Regions from separate parts of the Delphinus delphis genome. Here region 2 is linked to region 1. The links are chromatin contacts, called in public Hi-C maps. All regions are on one chromosome and are shown on one strand. Each heading gives the region's core, a stretch centred on a gene start, on an enhancer-like site or on the middle of the called end of the contact. The rest is flanking DNA. Distances are from core to core; before and after follow the strand shown. Region 1 holds the start of DNAJC22 (DnaJ heat shock protein family (Hsp40) member C22). Region 2 holds the start of MCRS1 (microspherule protein 1).

Evidence for each region. Hi-C and Micro-C count contacts between places; a contact is called where the count stands out from the background.
Region 2: a contact with region 1 is called in a Hi-C map of lung, with 2.9 times the contacts expected there. The contact joins the promoter of MCRS1 here to the promoter of DNAJC22 in region 1. A contact is called at or near these places in 2 of 3 Hi-C or Micro-C datasets (lung and muscle).

Annotation. Positions count from the first base shown.
Region 1 is chr11:39,261,487-39,264,140 of mDelDel1.2, forward strand. DNAJC22 (DnaJ heat shock protein family (Hsp40) member C22) reads left to right here and starts at 1,329. Exons shown (of 4, transcript XM_060024717.1): 1 at 1,329-1,479; 2 at 1,482-2,207. The coding sequence starts at 1,357.
Region 2 is chr11:39,449,720-39,452,373 of mDelDel1.2, forward strand. MCRS1 (microspherule protein 1) reads right to left here and starts at 1,291. Exons shown (of 15, transcript XM_060024724.1): 1 at 1,208-1,291; 2 at 1-43.

The DNA.
Region 1 (2,654 bases), core at 79-2,578:
GGAGCCACCCTCCCATTTGCGGGGGTGGAAAGGGGAGATCAAGGGCTTGTTTTTGCTTTTATAGGGGACCGCCCTGGGCTGCTTTGCCCGGGCATCTGGACAAGGTGAGTCTGGGGACCCGCCCGGCACCTCCCGTCCGCGAGCGGCAGCGCCACCTGGCGGTCGTGGTGTCGCTGTGTAGGCGCTCTCGGCCTGGAGTGGGCCCTGCGCCAGTCGGGGTGAGCCTGGGAAGGCGGAATACGCCGGGAACACCTTAAACCGAGTTTACCCGAGCGGGCGGGCGAGAGGAGCCCCAGCCTGAAAGGTGATCCCTTAGGGGCCAGGGAGGGCCTTGGGGAGGGGCCTGGCCAGGACGGCCCGACTTCCGTGACACAGCAAACACAGAAAGACAAAGTCCATTTGGATGGAAGTGGGAGCGGAAAGAGAGGGGCCATTTTGACTCTGTGGTCAGAGGAGATGACTGATCTGATGGGGTCTGGGAGCCGAGGTGCCCAGGTACCGCTGCTCACTCTGGGACTAGCGGGTGCTGGCTGGTGGTCAGGAGGCCCGCTCTGCGTAGAGGGAAGAGACTAGCAGGGGCACTTTACGTCTGGTTTGATATCCTGGGGATTCATCGGGCCGCTGTGGAGAGACTTTACAAGTTTGCCCTGGAAGGAGGTGGTTGAATTGCGGGGTGCCAGGGTCTAGGTCAAAATGTAGTTTTTCAGAGCTGGAGGGAACTCAGGACTTCTTTCAAGGTTGACTTGTGGGAGGATGTCCTGGTCTGGAGAGATGGGAGGCTGGAGAGGGGCTAAAATCTCCGCCAAGTGTGTGAGGGCAGCCACAGGCGGAGCTGGGGCCGGGTGGAGCGGGCTGTGTGGCAGGGGACTTTTAAAATGTGTAGGAACTTTCGGGAACATTGTATTCACTCCGATTCATTCCACCTCGGCCCCCGCACCCCACTGACCAGGAGGTCAGTGGTCTGAGGGAAGGTCTGAAATTTAAGCTCCTGCTTTTTATTGTCCGTGTGCTGAGTTCTCAGTTACTCAACTGAAAGCATTTCAAACGTTCTTCTCCCCTAAATTTGGAGTCACTGTGGTTGTAAAACACAGAGATGAGGTGCTAGACCTAAGGGTATGGGAGAACCACAATTTCAGGGACACTCAGGAAGATCTGGACTTGACTAATATTGGAAGGAGAGATGGTTACTGTGTGGGGACCTGGATATAATCTTATGACTGCTTTTTTCCATGCCTTAGGGTCTAAGGATAACTCTGGACCCGTGACTGCCATGATTCTCACAGATGATCCCAGATTTTGGCATTCTGAGCAATGGCAGGTACCACTGGACTTGTTCTGAGACCCTTCTCCTAGAGGATGGCCAAGGGGCTCCTGAGGACCTATGCCCTCTGGGCTGTAGGGGGCCTTGCTGGGCTCCATCACCTGTACCTTGGGTGGGACAGCCACGCACAGCTCTGGATGCCCCTGGGGGGCGGAGGGGGGGGAGGGATGGCCTAGGCTGGCTCTGGGAATTCTGGAAGCTCCCGAGCTTTGTTGCTCAGGCCAACAGACCCCAGCGGCAGAGGCAGAGTTCAGGAGGGGGGACACACCCTTTGAGTCCCATTCACTTTGCTGCCCAGGTGATAGTGGGCATTTATTTTGGCCTTGTGGCTCTCATTAGCCTCTCCTTCATGGGCAGCTTCTATATTGTGGGCCTCCCACTGGCAGCTGGCTTAGGGGTTTTGCTGATGGCTGCTGTTGGTAACCAGACCTCAGACTTTAAGAACACTCTAGGAGCAGCGTTTCGTACTTCCCCTATTTTCTATGGCCACCCCATAGCCATCCTGCCCACCAGCTTGGCTGCTGGCATCACAGCCCAGAAGCATCGCCTCTACAAAGCTTCAGTTGGCTCAGAGATGCTCAGTGTGCGGCTCTACTGCCTGGGCCTGGCTTACCTTGCTTTCACATGCCCGCTAGCATACAGTGCCCTCTGCAACACGGCTGCCGCCCTTAGCTATGTGGCAGAGACCCTTGGCTCCTTCTTCAGTTGGTTCAGCTTCTTCCCCCTCCGTGGGCACCTGATGGAGTCTGTCCTCCTTCTGCCTTACTGGGTCTAGAAGCTGCTGGTGGGAGACCATGGCTTCAGCAGCGGCTACTTCCAAGAGTGGTAAAAGCTCTATGAGTTTGTTCACAGTTTTCAGGATTAGAAGCGTCAGTTGGCTTACCAGGTAAGTTTTCTTCCCTCTCGTTCCTGTCTGGAATGGCTCCGGAAGTGAGGCTAAGCCTTTTTTGAAAATATAAATTTATTTATTTACTTTTGGCTGCCTTGGGTCTTCGTTGCTGTGCGCGGGCTTTCTTTAGTTGCGGTGAGCGGGGGCTACGCTTCGTTGCGGTGCGCGGGCTCCTCATTGCAGTGGCTTCTCTTGCTGCGGAGCATGGGCTCTAGGCTTGTAGGCTCAGTAGTTGTGGCTCATGGGCTCTAGAGTGCAGGCTCAGTAGTTGTGGCGCCCGGGCTTAGTTGCTCCGTGGCATGTGGGATCTTCCCAGACCAGTGCTCGAACCCGTGTCCCCTGCATTGGCAGGCGGATTCTTAACCACTGTGCCACCAGGGAAGCCCTAGGCTAAGCCTTATTGGAGCAGGTACCCGTAATGTGGAAGTCCTGATTTCATGTCTG
Region 2 (2,654 bases), core at 41-2,540, 190 kb after region 1:
CCAAGGATTCTGACCAGGTGAGCTTAGAGGCTGAGAAGAGATTCTGCAAAGGAGAAATGAGGCTCCCTGAGGCTCAGGTTTCGAACTGGCCAGCTTCACCTCCTTATACTGGAACAGGTCCCCAGGATCCCATAAGCTAGGGAAAACACCAGGAGAAGAGACACAATATATTCTGCCAATATGACCCTGATAAACCAGTAGTCTTTCGAAGGTCACCGACATCTCTGAGACAGTGATAAAAGCTATGGACCCTAGAAAAATGTACACATTAGAGTGGTTCACAAACCACTCTAATTCTACTCATAGCCCCTAGGTTAAGGGCCTTGACTATAAACTAGCAAGAAACAAGGGATTCTTGGCTCACTTTTTGTCAGCTGCCCATTCAGCTCCCCTCCCAGCCCAAAGCAGGGAAAAGGAAACGGAGATTGAACTCCCACCAGTCCATCTCACTTTTTTCATCTGAAGCTCTGGCTGAAGATTTAATGGGTGGTACCTCGTGGAAGCTAAAAAACGCGGCTTGGGAACTGAGCAAATATCAACCACCCTGGGGGGGGCCCTCGCCTAAGCCCGGAGAACTCAGGTAGTAGGGACTCTGCGGAGCGCGCCGCTTCGGAGAGTCCCGCCCCTTCTGACCAGGGCGTCTCTCCGCGCAGCGTTCTAGCCCTGCCCCCAGGTGCGCTCCTCGCGCCGTACCATTTGATACGGCTGGGAATCTTGCCACCTGGGGAGAGGGTGAAGGGCCCGATTCCGCGGGTAGACTGGGGCAGGGTCAGCGCCGCCTGCCTTCTCCGGCCCTCCACCCCTCGTTCTCCCCCCAAGGGCACACCCACAGTAGGGGATTAGTCCAGGTCTGTTTCACGGGCTCGGGATAGGAGTGGTGACGAAGTCAGCCCTGCAACGCAAAAGCAAAGCACCGAGTGAACCCCGATGCCCTCGCAGCCTTGGTTTAAGCCCCACGGGCCGGTGGCGGGGAAAGGGTGACTCCCAGACCAATTCTCACCCCACCTTCGGCATGCCACCTTTGCGCATGCGTAACTTCTAGGACCAGATTCTGGCCCGGTCCGGCCCACGCATGCGCAGATTATCGGGGCGCTCCCGGGGCGGGGCCCCAAACCTGGCGGGGTGTCGTCCCCAGCGGCACTCTGGAGAACCCCATTTCATCCCCAACTCTGCTCAGAACACTCAGAGGCGAACCGCGAGGTCTCACCATTCCTAGGCTGCCAGCTCCAACAATTTCTCCGCGGCGACGGCAGCAGCCGCAGGGCCAAAGCCGGCTTCCGTGAGGCCCGTCTACTTCCGGGTCTACGAACTAAGGGCTGCGCAACCCCTTCCGGTTCACCCCGGTAACTTGGGTAAGGGGGCGTGGCCGTGGCCGTGGTAGCGAAGGTGTGGCTGTTTTGTTAACAGCCAAAATTAAAGGCTTTCCCAATTGGGACAACATATAGGGAGGCGTCAGGGATTATAGAATCCAGGTTGGAGAAAGTGATTAAAGGGAAAGGCGAGACTTGGGGCAGGATAGCCTGAGTAGCGAGATGAGGCAACGCTGGAAGGGGCTGGCCCGAGGGTGGGGCCGGGCGGCCGACTAGATTTCGGCTTCCGAATCTTGCGGCCTCCTGAGACATCTAGGACTCCTTGATAGTTTCTCAGGACCAATTATGGATTGTTTGATTCCACCAAAGGTTTTAGAGAAACTACTCTGTGGCAGGCCCTGTGCTAGGCACAACACGGGGAGATGATGTTGAGCTCCCTCTAGCCGGAGAGATGTGACATATAGAAGGGGCAGGGAGGTTGATGTCTAAGGAACGGAGGGAGGGTTGTAGGCCGCGGTTCTAGAAGGTAGAGGCCCTGGGAGAAGGAGTGCCCTTCCCATCAGCCCGACCCCACCTGGATTCCTGGAGGCAGCTGTGGGCCCCCGGGAGGTAAGACGACCCAAGGATGCACCTTCAGAGGAGAGTGCCCTGGAGATGGGAGGACAAAACTACAGGAAAAGTTGGGAGTTTGGGGGTGTGAGAGCTGTCTTGAGAAACCAGAAAGACTGTCCTCTAAAAGAGGGTTTCTATTTGTTTTATGCTTCCTTGGAGGGGCACAAAAGGGTAATAGCCTTAGAGAAACATACTGCGGCTCAGAATAAGAAAGATACAATTCCAAAGCTGTCCAGCAGCTAGGGTGGTCCCCTCAGTGGAGGTGTCAAGCACACATCACCTGGACATTGCCAGGCGATTCAAGTGTCAGATGGGAGGCTAGCGCTTCTGGCCCTGACAGTGTATGATAGCCTTCTGCTTCAAGAGTCCCGTGTTCATTTGTGATCTTGCTTAATGAGTATTAACCTATTTTATTTCCCCTGAAAGATTGTGTTTTCTGATACAAGGTGTGATGGACTATACTAGATATAGCATAGTAGCTATACTAGGTGAGAGTTATCAGGGAGGTCTCTAAGGAGGTGACAATTGAATTGAGATTTGACAGCTGATAAGGGACCAGTTAGGCAAAGAGCTGGGCTAAGATGACCTAGTCAGAGGGGACAGCATAACTCCAAAGCAGAAAAGAGCTTGGTGAGTTTGAGGAGGAGGAAGGAGATTAGTGTGGCTGGAACAGGATGATCAAGAAAAAGAGGGAGGTAGATGAGAATAGAGAGGTCATCAGGGCAGATCACA